Regions from separate parts of the Zea mays genome. Here all the other regions are linked to region 1. A link is a contact called in public Hi-C data. All regions are on one chromosome and are shown on one strand. The core of a region is the stretch at or near the end of the contact, and the rest is flanking DNA. Distances in the headings are between cores, read along the strand shown.

Region 1 (4,270 bases), core at 583-3,082:
AACAAATCTAACTAAGGTTCTCAGCAAACAGCAAATCAAATCTTAAACTTCGCTATTAGAAAAGCAAGTGAAAACTGTATCTAATACTAAGCAACCTTTGGTGGTCATTGTTCATTTATTCTAATCAAACATGTAACATCACTAAGTTGCATAGCAACAATCAAACTATAACACCAATTTTGGAATAGAACTATGATACCGTTTTGGAATAGAACAATTGGAAACAATGAAGCATAATATATCCCATACTTACATCCAACTAAAAGATCTCTTCCTTCAAACAAAACAAAAGGTAAAAGTTATTCCATCACTCTTTGACTAAAGCTCGTTGTTTGTTTGCCCCATGTGTTGTTAGTTGTTACAGAGGTGAGAAGATCTTCTTCTTAAGAAAAATGCCCGGGGGAGTCGAGTTTTTTAATATCTGTTACAGAGTATATTCTATTTGTAACAGGAAATGAAAACTGGTGGTACCTTCGTACAAGGTGAGATACCTATTTAGATCCTTAGTGTTAAATGTTTGTGAAATACTATAAACATAATATTTTAAGTAGATAATGTGCAAGAACAACCAAAGTTAAACTTGGTAACCAGGATAGGCCTAAACAATAGTGGAAAGCGCCTGTTACCACAGGTTAACAATAACGGCCGCACCGGTGTAGACAGGTCAACTATAGTAATCTAGTTCAGACACTTGATTTGTAACGCTATCCGTTTCCTACTGTTATCCAATCACAGCCCGACACTCGTACTTGTTCCTAAATGATTGCCATGCAAACATGGATCTCAATAAGCCAATATTGTCTTCATGTTCGACTTGTCCTATGCTTTAGGTTTCACAGGCAAGCCACACGAAACATTCTGTAGCTGTGAGCGTCAATTCCCGCCAAAAGGCTATCAAATATCTGCAACAAAACCCTGTACAAAAGTAATTTCTGACCTGAGGTAGCAAGTAGCAACCATCACTAATAAATCAGCCATCGTTAGGTAATATATATGAACCAGGTAGCCAGAATTGCTCTGGGAAAAACCATAGCTGTTAACTCAGTAATGCCGGAAATGCTCAAAATCACAGGCAGACAATAACGTAAGCCTACATTCAGATCTAAAAACCTTCACTCTAGGAGTTGGATGTGGATAAAGCTACGAACCATACTTGTAACCATCTCACTAACCAACCCAAAACTTCTGTACCTGCATCGTATATGTGTTTATCGTGAATGTATCTACTTGTATTTATATATCAATAAAACTGAATCAAAATCAGCAGCACGTCGTTGAACAAACAAGGACAAAGACACACTAAACTCATCCATCAATTCTTCCACTCATCCATCTTCTTGGAACACAATCAAGGTAGCTAACAAGCTCCGGAGCTCCAATCCGTGCCTTGCCTGAACGGAGCTGAACCGACCTCATCCTAGTCGGTCATGTATCGCAAGTTGCAAGGCAAGGTCATAAACCTAGCAAAAATAAACAGAACAGGCCCGGGCTGGAAGCAGCCGAGCTGGACGCCCGGACCCCTCGATGGAAAAAGAAGAGAAGGGGAAAAAGGGGTAAGAAGCTGGGCCTCGATTACCCACCCCGAAGCGCTTCGGATCGGTCGGCGGTCTCTTCCCCATCGATCACGCGCGCGGCCGCGGCCTGCCCGAACCGACGCCGAGCGACACGCCGGGCGATGCGGTCAGCAACCCGGCCCTACACTGCAAAGGAACGCGAGCGTCAGAACGTCCTGAGGCAGCGGCGGGGTCGGGGGCGGAGGTGGAGGAAGGGGATCCGGCGAACCCTCGAGGTCGCGGCGGTGGACGGCGACGCACGCCAAGCGGGCCGTTACTGGGTTGGCGACGGAGAGGGGAACGGACAGAAAAGGGTGTTGGCCGGACACCCTTTTTATCCAGCGTGGCATGGGCGCTTTTCCACGTGGACGTACGACGCTGCGATAGACACCTGGCAGATAATATCTGACGGGCGGATGGACAGGACGGGCGGGCCGAGCGCTGGCGCCAGCAGGCCGCAGTACCTGGAGGCTGGGGCCCCCTCCGTGGTCAGGCACGCCGTCGCCTGTCGGAGTCGGACTATCGGAGTGATATAATGGGATTGGATATGAATGGATATCATTAAAACTATATTTGTTTTTATATTTTTATTCAAATTTGAATTTGAATGCGGTTAGCTTCGGATATGAATGTAAATGCGGATGTTTTTTAATGCAAATATGGATAGTCGAGCATCGGATATGGAATTAATCGAACACGATAGCGTTGATAACGGACTTTTTGTCGGATGCCGTGTAAGACACCATTTCACACATACCACGGTTGTTGTGATCATTTAACCACTCTTTGAATCCATTTTTAAGGATTTATGTAGACATATGTTATGTCTCTGTAAGATTTCATCAATTTATGAGGCTACTTGTGTATTATTAATTTTTTTGAAAAATATTAAAATACAATTAAATTCATAAAATATTCTAGTGTCGACAAAAAAAAATACAAATAAGCTACCAATAGTAATAAACATTCTACGAGAAGATAACATCAAGTTCATGTACGAAAATGATAAAGTGAAGTATTGATTATGTTAAAACTTGGATACTTAGAGTGATTTCATGTGTAAATTATGTAACATGTGAAAGTGAAATAGAAGAAATGATGGTGTATCGTGGATTTCATTATGAAACATTTTTAGAATTATATGTGGTCATATCTTGTGGCTCCGTAAAATTTTGTGAATTTCTAAGGCTATTTGTGTATTATTAATTTCTTTATGTAGAAACAACAAAAAATTTAAATTCATAAAATATTTAGTGTCGGCCAAGAAATGCAAATAAGTTATAAGACTAATAAACATTCTATAATAAGATAAACTTATGTTCCCACATGAAAATGACAAATAGAAGTATTGATTATGTTAAAACTTGGACACTTATAATGATTTCACGTGTAACTTATTGTCGGGGACCATAATTAGGGGTACCCTCAAGACGCCTAATTCTCAGCTGGTAACCCCCATCAGCATAAAGCTGCAAAGGCCTGATGGGTACGATTAAGTCAGGGATCAGTCCACACGAGTGACTCGATCACGCTTCACCCGAGCCTAGCCTCGGCCAAGGGCAGCCGACCTCGAGAGACTTCCGTCTCGCCCGAGGCCCCCCTTTTTACGGCGGACACACCTCCGGCTCGCCCGAGGCCTTGGCTTCGCTCAGAAGCAACCCTGACTAAATCGCCACACCGACTGACCAAGTTGCAGGAGCATTTAACGCAAAGGTGGCCTGACACCTTTATCCTGACACGCGCCCCCGGCAGAGCCGAAGTGACTGCCGCCACTCCACCGCTCCACTGACCAGTCTGACAGAAGGGCAGCGCCGCCTGCGCCACTCCGACTGCAGTGCCACTCGACAGAGTGAGTCTGACAGGCAGTCAGGCCTTGCCAAAGGCGCCATAAGCGAACTCCGCTCCGCCCGACCCCAGGGCTCGGACTCGGGCTAAGACCCGGAAGACGGTGAACTCCGCTCCGCCCGACCCCAGGGCTCGGACTCGGGCTAAGACCCGGAAGACGGCGAACTCCGCTCCGCCCGACCCCAGGGCTCGGACTCGGGCTAAGACCCGGAAGACGGCGAACTCCGCTCCGCCCGACCCCAGGGCTCGGACTCGGGCTAAGACCCGGAAGACGGCGAACTCCGCTCCGCCCGACCCCAGGGCTCGGACTCGGGCTAAGACCCGGAAGACGGCGAACTCCGCTCCGCCCGACCCCAGGGCTCGGACTCGGGCTAAGACCCGGAAGACGGCGAACTCCGCTCCGCCCGACCCCAGGGCTCAGACTCGGGCTAAGACCCAGAAGACGACGAACTCCGCTCCGCCCGACCCCAGGGCTCGGACTCGGGCTAAGACCCGGAAGACGACGAAACTTCGCCTCGCCCGACCCCAGGGCTCGGACTCCGCCCTGGCCTCGGCCAAACGATCTCCGCCTCGCCCGACCCGGGGGCTCGGGCTCGGCCTCGGCAACGGAAGACAGACTCGACCTCGGCTTCGGAGGAGCCCCCACGTCGCCCTGCCTAGGGCACAGGCCCGCCACGTCAACAGGAAGCGCCATCATCGTCCTACCCCGAATCGACTCGGGTCACGGAGAACAAGACCGGCGTCCCATCCGGCCAGCTCTGCCGGATGGGCAATGATGGCGCTCCACGAGCTCTGTGACGACGGCGGCCCTCAGCTCTCTTATGGAAGCAGGGCGACGTCAGCAAGGACTCGACCGCTCCAACAGTTGTCCC
Region 2 (4,270 bases), core at 888-3,387, 200 kb after region 1:
GGCAATAGGTATCCGCGACCTAATATCCGATGGGTATTTACTCTATTATAATATATATGTGGGCTAAATATTATACCCGTGAGTCTGCTATTAGACAAAAAAAATTCACCCAATAGGTAAACGGATATTAGAACCTTCCGCATTCATCCATACCCGTTAACCCGTGGGTATAAAATATCCAATATAAACTTAGCCCAAGCATAAACTTGAACTTTAGTCATACATCTTTTTTACTATTTAATAATCTTTTAGACTATAATATCATAGAAGGTTTAACGACAATTTAATGACCATATAATAAAACATGTAATGTGCTATGTTGTACTATCATAGTGTTACTATTTTATCCAATTATCTTTGGTGTGTTGTATGCCAAAATGAACATCCATATTACCCTTAACACCAACAAAACTACACTCATGCTTTCCCCTAGCAACCACGCCTCCAGCACCAAGAACAATTAGCCATGCCACCCCTTCGCTACCGCAACAAGCAAACCAACGACGCCATCAACAACCCCCCCCCCCCCCCCCCCCCCCCCCCCCCCCCCGCATAAGCAAGAGGAGTTCATTGCCCCACCTTTCAAGGGAGTCATCCACATGATCACCGGAGGGTCCAACACTGAATTCGAAAACAAGTGGTAGAAAAAAGAGCACTACCGAAGGGTTAATCATGTAGCCCTCAGCGTCCATGTGGTCCAAACAAAGTGGTCACGTGTACCACTCACCTTCGATGCAAGAGACGTCGACCCCGCAGTGTGCCCCATGCAGACGCGCTAGCGATAAACTGCAGAGTCGCAGGGTGGGACCTGCACAAAGTCCTCATCGACAATGACAACGAAGTTGACATCATTTTCCTGCATGTCTTCGACAGCATGGGCATAAACCACAATCTACTCAAGCTAGCAGACAACCATGTCTACGGCTTCGGAGGAAAAAGGACCTTTCCGCTTGGCAAAATAGAGTTGCCGCTATCTCTCGACATAGCCCCAAATGCACGAAGCGAGCAGATCATCTTCGATATAGTTGATATGGCCTATCCATACAATGCCATCATGGGGCGAGGATTAATAAACAAACTTGAGGTAGTTATACAAGGTTTGTACATGTGTATGAAGATCTCGGGCCCTCAGGGACTGATAACTGTATACGGAGACCAATAGGTCGCTAAAAACATCAAGGGAGACTTCGTCCCCGGCCAGCGCAACATGCATTGTCTTACCACCGACAGCGAAGACCTTAGCGGCCCTCACCCAATCAAAGAAAACACGACCAAGGCCCAATTACAAAGCAACGAATGGGCCAAAAAAGACCTTTGCAAAGCAGAAGAAGAAAAGCTCTTGTCTTGTTTGAACCGTGACAAGGATGTATTTGCATAGTCTGCTCTAGACCTTGTCGGAGCGAGCCGCACAATCATCGAACATAGCTTGAGCACCGACCGAGCAATACGCCCCAAAAAACAAAAATATGCAAGATGTTTGATGAAAAAATGAAAGCAGCAAAGGCAAAAGTTCACCGTCTGCTGGAGACAAAATTCATCAAACCAATTGACTACCCAACCTGGCTGGCCAATGTCCTAATGGTGTAGAAGAAAACGGGAAGTGGAGAATGTGCATAGATTCACCGGCCTCAACAAGACCTGCCCAAAAAAGACAACTTCCTCTTAGCAAGAATAGAAAAAGATTGTCGACTTATCGGCAGGTGCGAAGTAATGTCTCTGTTGGACTGCTTCTCAAGTCACTATAAGATATACATGAAGGAATAAAACAAGACAAAAAACAAGCTTCATCACACCATTCGTTGTAAAAGAAATGACGTTGGTGTTAATGGTGTAGTATATCCTTGCAATTTTTTTACTATGAAATTTTATTTTCTAAGATCGGTCTACCGTTATCTTAGTAAATTTCAAATGGCTGGAAAGAATCAATTCTACTATTAAGTTATTAATATTTTTTCAAACGATTAATGTGCTCATTTTTCCAGGAGGGCTGGAGCCTAGAGGGGACTGGGGTCAATAAAGAAAATTTCAGCGAAGCGTTGGGCCCAGTTCAAACGGCCAAAGCCATTCCTACCGCCGATCTGGGCGGGACCCACAACCAGACCCCGTATAACATCCGATGCCGCCAGCGTCACTGCCCTTCCTCATCCAAACACCACTTCGCTCTGCTCCGACAGTCCGACTTCGCCGCGATCCCGCAATGGTCGACGTCGACCGCCGGCCGTCGCACCCGCACGGCCTCCCGCGTCCTCCTTCCCACGCCGCCGGCCTGCGCCGTCTCTCCACCCGTGCCTCGGCACCCAGCAGCCCGGCTCCTCCGTCTCCCTCCGCCTCCGCGCCCTCCCCGACGGCGCTTCTCGCTCACCTCGCCGCGGCCGGAGTGGCCGTCCTCCCGGGCCTCTCCGCCACCGAGTTCGCCCTCGCGGAGGCCGCGCTCGGCGGCGTCCAGCTGCCGCCCGACCTCCGCGAGCTCCTCGCGCTGGGCCTGCCGTCGGGGGACGGATTCCCGGACTACCGCACCCCGGCGGGGCTGCGCCTCCTCCGCTTCGCCGCGCAGGAGGTCCCCGCGGCCGTCGCCGCGACGCTGCCGCTCGCCCCGGGCCGGCGCGCGGGGCGGGCCGCGCCGCCGCCCCTCGTCCCGCTGTGCGGCCGGCATTACGTGCCGGCGACGCCCTGCCTCGCGGGCAACCCGGTGTTCTACGTGTCCGACTCGGGCGTCACGTTCGCGGGCGCCAACGCCGCCGACTTCCTCCTCCGCGCCTTCGCCGCCGAGCCGCCGCCCGGCGCGCCGCTCCGGCGCCAGCTCTCCGCGCCGGTCCCGCCCCCGTCCGGCGCGCCGCCGTCCACTGCGCGCCGGAGCCTGGACTCCGTCACCGGCAGGGCCCCGCGCTGGATCGAGTTCTGGACGGACGCCGCCGCGGCCGGGGACCGGTTCCTGGAAGTCCCAACGGGGGCCACAAGCGCCGCCGCGTCCAGCGCGGCGCCGGAGTGGCTGCGGCCCAGCCTTGAGGAGGCGGCCTCGATGCTGAGGCGCGGCGGGTGGGGCCTCTGCGAGGTGGAGGAGATGGTGACGGGAGAGGGTCCCAGCGGCGCCGGCGAGGTGAATGTGGTGGCGTTGGCGTTGACTGTCGACCGGTGCTGCCGGGACCTGAAGAGTGGAGGGTGGGGCGCGGAGGAAGTGGTGGAGATGCTGGGGGCGCTGCTGGGGCCGAGGAAGCCGCGGCGGGCGGTGGCGGCGCTGCCGCCGGACGTGGCCGCACGGATGGGGCGGCTCGCCGAGGCCGTGTCGCGGGCTGTCGGGTCCCATGCCAAGGCGAAACCTCCGAGGCCATCTTGAGAAACAGATGTTGTAGTCTAGGTCCTAGGAATTCTTTTCCCCCTGTTTTCCCTGTATTGAGTACGTGCGTGTACGTGTAAGTGAACTACTAGTCTTGTACAACGAGCAGCACGTGCCTTGTATGTCTGTAATGTACGTACATGTTAGATATGCTAGAGTGAATGAATAAATATAAGGACTGTCATTTCGTATGGTCGGATTTCAGAAAACAAATTACGTGAACCAAGGCCCAAGGGTCGACGAAGAATTCTTGTAATCAGATTACATCTGCAGACCTGGATTATCAGCGACTGAAGAAGCATGCAGATGTAGCAGGGCGTTGAGGAACCATTTGAAATGTAAACGTACAGAAACTTCATAAGAATTAGTTCAACGTGATCATGAAAAACATACAAACAGATAGCAAATCACGCGTTGCAAAACAGTACCTGAAGTAAGTTTGCGCTAGGAATACCATCCACGGGACAAAGAGAAGGCCTTGGAGCGAAGCATCGGCACACCGTCGCTTCATTCCATCCGCTTTTCAGTCAGGCGACAGGCACGACACTGAACTCCGCAACAGAGGTGCCGTTCCCAAGCGGCTGCCACATCCGTCGTCGGGACGGCAACGCCGTGCCCGCAACAGTTCCAATGTACCTGGCCACCGCAATGCAAGCAGGCATGCATGCATCTGCTACCGCAGCCGGGGCAGCCTACGTGGGTTGCCGCGACGTAGCAAAACTGGAGAGTACGACGGATGGGGGCAGCCGGCAGCCTCGACCATGCGGTTCTCGTACTCTTCACCTGGAGTCCTGGACAAACACAGGTAGGAGTAAACTGTATTACAACATGGCTGTCCTGCTGTCCCGTGATACGGGGGCAGGTATATCTCGACGAAAAATCCAACCAGATCGAAGAACGAGCATTGGTTAACTTAGCAACTAGCATGCCATCCAA
Region 3 (4,270 bases), core at 1,264-3,763, 140 kb after region 1:
TCTTCATCTACTTTCTATTGGATCAAGCATCAACGAGAGATCACACACTAAGCGTCCAGAAACTGCCGAGTGAAATCCTACTCTACCCAAGTCGATTTTGTAACTGCAATATGCACCAAATTAAATGGAGCATATCTTTCAACTCCTAAGGTTGTTTAATGCAAATAAGTACTTGTTCGAAAAATCTCTTCGTCTTCTTTCTTGTGGACCAAGAATCAATGAGAGATACCAACCGAGACGTCCAGAAACTGCCGAGAGAGCCTCGTTACTCCACTAGAACTCCTTATTTCTATACTTCTATTTAAGCAACTAGCAACCACCAAAGAACTTGGGTTTTTGTTTGATGTAAGTTTAGCCTTTGCTACTTCCTTGTAAGCGCGTGTGTCGGCTAGACCGCCCGGTTACTTGAAACAGGACCCCAACTTTATCAGATCCGTGAGTGTCTGCTTGTTCTCGACTGCTTGCAGGTTCATGGCTGTTCTTGGCACAACAAGGCACAACACCCTTGTGGTTGTTGTAGTCGGATAGCACAACGTCGACCTGCACCCCAAATTGTAGTTATCAGGAGACGGTGTACCTGTCGCTCAAGGCGCCTCACCATCTTGGTTGTGGTAGTCGAGCAGTCAACGTCGTTCTACAACAATTTTCCACCTCCATCAACTCTTATCGATAGATCAGGCTTCCTTCTACCCATTGGGTTTATCAGGAAGTTTTGGAGTGTTATTGTCTCCAAAGCTCCCTCCATATGGAAGGGAGAGGAAACTCCCCCGTATATAGAGTGAGCTCTAATCTCCTCCTATATGCTAATTACGTCATTTCTTTACCATATTAATCTTTTTCGAGCTATTTAACTTGATAACAATATGTATTATAGCAATATAAATATTCTATGATTTTTTAAACTTTAAAAACTAACAAAAAAATTAAATAAATGAATTATAATATATAGAGGAATGAAGGTTGGAGATGTTATGTATATGGAGAAGTATCTTTTAGAGCATCTCCAAGAGACTAGCCAAATGGCTCGTCAAGCCAAATTTTGGCTACTTAATAGCAAAATAACTCTCCAACAGACTAGTTGTCGGGGCGGTAATTAGGGACACCCTGATTATCCCCCTAACAAACGCACTTAGAGAAATAAGGATCAAACCCCTGAAGGGTGGCAACCGAGACGCCCCCCGAGGGTCTCCCACCTCGAGCAGGGCCCCACCTCACCCGAGGTCGACACCACTTGCTCCGCCTCGCCCGATGCCGCCTCAACACGGTCTGTCTCGCCCGAGCCAGTCTCAAGTGAACAGGACAAGGGCACTCGAAAATAGACGGGGTATAGGCGCATTGAATGCATGTGCCAACCCACGCTGTGGCAGCAGAACACAGTAGTGGACAAGACAAGAATCACGTCTGGCGCAACAGTATGATTACGCCTACATCACATTGCGCGCACACCGCCTGACGCCCTCCGATGGGATGCCTAACGCGACAAGCCGAGCGGACGAGCCTTCGGGCGCGACCGCTCCGCCTCGCTCGACCCCGAGCTCAGCCTTCGGGCAAGTTCTCCATCTCGCCCGAGCTCGGCCTCGGCCACCGACCGCGCTGTGAATCACGCAGACAGCCACTCTGTCCGACTGTAGCGCACGTCGAGGGACGGCTCGGCTAGCGCCTTGGGGAGACTCCTGCATCAACCAAAGCAGGGACTCCGATCTCGATGAGTGATGCAGGGAATCTCGATGTCATCACATGGCAGGACGATGACGCGCCCCGTAAGCAGCCTTTGGCCCATACCCCGACGCTGTTTACAACCACTACGGTATGAGCGACCTCTCCCTCGGGGGCTCGAGCGTACGAACAACCCATCAGACTCGACTCTCTACGTAGAGTCAACAAGCGCGAATCTACTACATGGTTCGCCGTCACGTCAGACGCCAGTACATCTCTCCTTCGAATATAAGACTCAGCTTCACTGTGGACGTTCCCCTTGGTGTATAAATAGGGCAGTGGTCCCTCCATGGGACAGGAAGAGACACACGTAGATGAACTCTTGCTTTCTCACACTGTCTTAGATATTGACACTTGCCTCAATCATCTCTAGGGACTTGGGGACTTCTCTCCCGTTGTGCTTGTAAACCCCTACTACAGGCAACACAATGTGAGTAATATAAGTCTCATCCTCTCTGCTGGAAGTATGGCCTTGAGTAGCCCGAACCAGGAGAATCGCTTGTGTCATCTCGTACACCATCTAGAGCCAGCCACGCGACACATTTACTGGTTGTTATGGTTGTTAAGGAACCACGGTCCAAACACCGACACTAGTCATCTAACTCGCTAAATATTCGATTCTCCAAATTGGTTTCCTCACTAGACAAATCCGGCTAGCCACTTTGAGATGTTACGTATAGAGTGTAATCTTTATGAAAAAAATAAATAGAGAGTCATTAAAATATAATAATTCTCCGTTCTAAATACTGGGAAATACTTTCTGCGTAAATGACCGCCAATAGCCAATATGTTCAGATGTCTATTCCCGTTCAGCTTGTAGCAGCTTCCTAGTCCTAGGGTTAGATTTCCAAGCACCACGCCACCCGTACACGGTTTCCAGCAGAGCATTCCGGAAGGAGGGGGCGCGATGTGGCACGAGGCGCGGCGGTCGGAGCGGAAGGTCCACGACCTCATGGACGCGGCCCGCCGCCGGGCGCAGCGCCGAGCCGTCTACCTCGCCCGCCGCCGCGGCGACCCGCAGCAGGCGCTCCAGGTCTCCGGCACGCGGTGCCGCGTTCACCGCGACGACGCCCTGTACCAGGCCACCGAGGACCAGCAGGGATTGTGCGTGCCCAATCCTCTCTCACCATCTCTCCTATCGGTGCGGTGCGATGCTTGGTCGCAGCGTAGGCACAGTTTCGGATTTGGTCTGATGAGTTATGCTATACGAGTTAATAGTTTACTGTAATAACTGATGATGGATACTGCGGCGCTGAGTCTCGGATACATGTCATTGTAAATTTCATCTGATGAAGCATAGTCTGTTCTTGTGTTTATGACATTGGAATTGATGGCTTGTTGTTATCACTTGATTGCTACTACTCATTCACTATGCTTCCATTGCAGGATACAATGGAATGGAAAGCAAGATGTTTTGATTGACAGGTAACTATCTATTCTTGTGTTTATGACAGATTATCCTAAGTACAAGAAAACTGATACCCATTATATTTATAATGGACAGATTTGATGGCCGTGCATTGCTTGATTTTATCCGAGACTCGAGCTCTCGCCCTTTTCGAGTCCAAGGGAAATCTGAAGAAGAGGAAGAGTTAGAGGAATTTGTTAATTTTGAACGTTACCGGGATTTGATTAAGCATCGTCGCAGAGGATGTCGGTACCTTTTTGGTTTCTCTGTTCTATTGCTGTTGCTGTAGAAATTTCATATCTTGCATCCATTTACATCACTTGAGGGATTGTCCTAATGCACACTTTATTTGTTTCTAAATTGGTACAGAAAAAGGGTGCTATTTCTTAATTCAAAGCACTAGTTAACTGAACATTTACCTAGCTTCTTTTCACAGTTTCTGATGAGGCCGGTTTGCAGCATGTTGTGCAAGAGTTGGAGGCAAAAGCTCTTCTTCCTTTTAGCTTTGACAAGTATGCCTGCTTTTAATTTTGTGTGCTCTATTTCCTCTCTTGCTCTTGCAACTTACATAATTACATTTATACACAGAACATTGATGTGAAACATGAATGAATGATAGCAGTAATTCTTTGCTCTACCAAATGACACCACTGCTACCACAAAAGCGTTAGTCCCTAGCAACTTGGGTAGGTCAGAGGATTGACCCTGCAAGACGATTGATATAAAATATGAGTATAGTACTAATAATGACAACATATTAAAAGGAACTTGTTCCTTGGTCATTATTATGGCACATGGATCACTATTGTTTTACACCCTTTTTCTAAAGACATTCCAATCTCTCATGTTTCTTTTTGCTGCTCTAGCTAATAAAAATTGCATTCATGCATTGGTATAAGTTCCAAATGAGTAAAGCACTTCAATCTCACAGGTTTTCAAGATGTTTTGTGGTTGTTATTGCTCAGGGAAGCTACACTTATATCAGACATTAGAGTAGCGTATGATTAGGGAAACTACACTGACAACTGAAATTAGGGGGTTGTATGTTTTTTTTATCATCGAAAAATTCTGTTGGAGTATATTGTATAGCCTTATAAATTTCTTCTAAAATATTTTCATTCTTCAGAGGATTAATTGCTTAAACAC

The links. A called contact is a pair of places that touch in the nucleus more often than the background predicts.
Region 2: a contact with region 1 is called in a Hi-C map of ear, with 1.8 times the contacts expected there. The contact joins the promoter of LOC100275916 here to the promoter of LOC100278465 in region 1. A contact is called at or near these places in 2 of 25 Hi-C or Micro-C datasets (ear and tassel).
Region 3: a Hi-C map of ear shows a contact between it and region 1, with 2.3 times the contacts expected there. The contact joins the promoter of LOC100279962 here to the promoter of LOC100278465 in region 1. A contact is called at or near these places in 3 of 25 Hi-C or Micro-C datasets (ear, endosperm and tassel).

What each region holds. Positions count from the first base shown.
Region 1 is chr1:69,182,152-69,186,421 of Zm-B73-REFERENCE-NAM-5.0, forward strand. It overlaps LOC100278465, which reads right to left and starts at 1,833. Exons shown (of 6, transcript NM_001151737.1): 1 at 1,783-1,833; 2 at 1,581-1,700. The coding sequence starts at 1,619.
Region 2 is chr1:69,379,263-69,383,532 of Zm-B73-REFERENCE-NAM-5.0, forward strand. LOC100275916 reads left to right here and starts at 2,138. Exons shown (of 1, transcript NM_001149855.3): 1 at 2,138-3,523. The coding sequence starts at 2,198. The coding sequence ends at 3,334.
Region 3 is chr1:69,324,498-69,328,767 of Zm-B73-REFERENCE-NAM-5.0, forward strand. LOC100279962 (Splicing factor arginine/serine-rich) reads left to right here and starts at 2,514. Exons shown (of 13, transcript NM_001361010.1): 1 at 2,514-2,820; 2 at 3,103-3,141; 3 at 3,221-3,369; 4 at 3,561-3,636. The coding sequence starts at 2,624.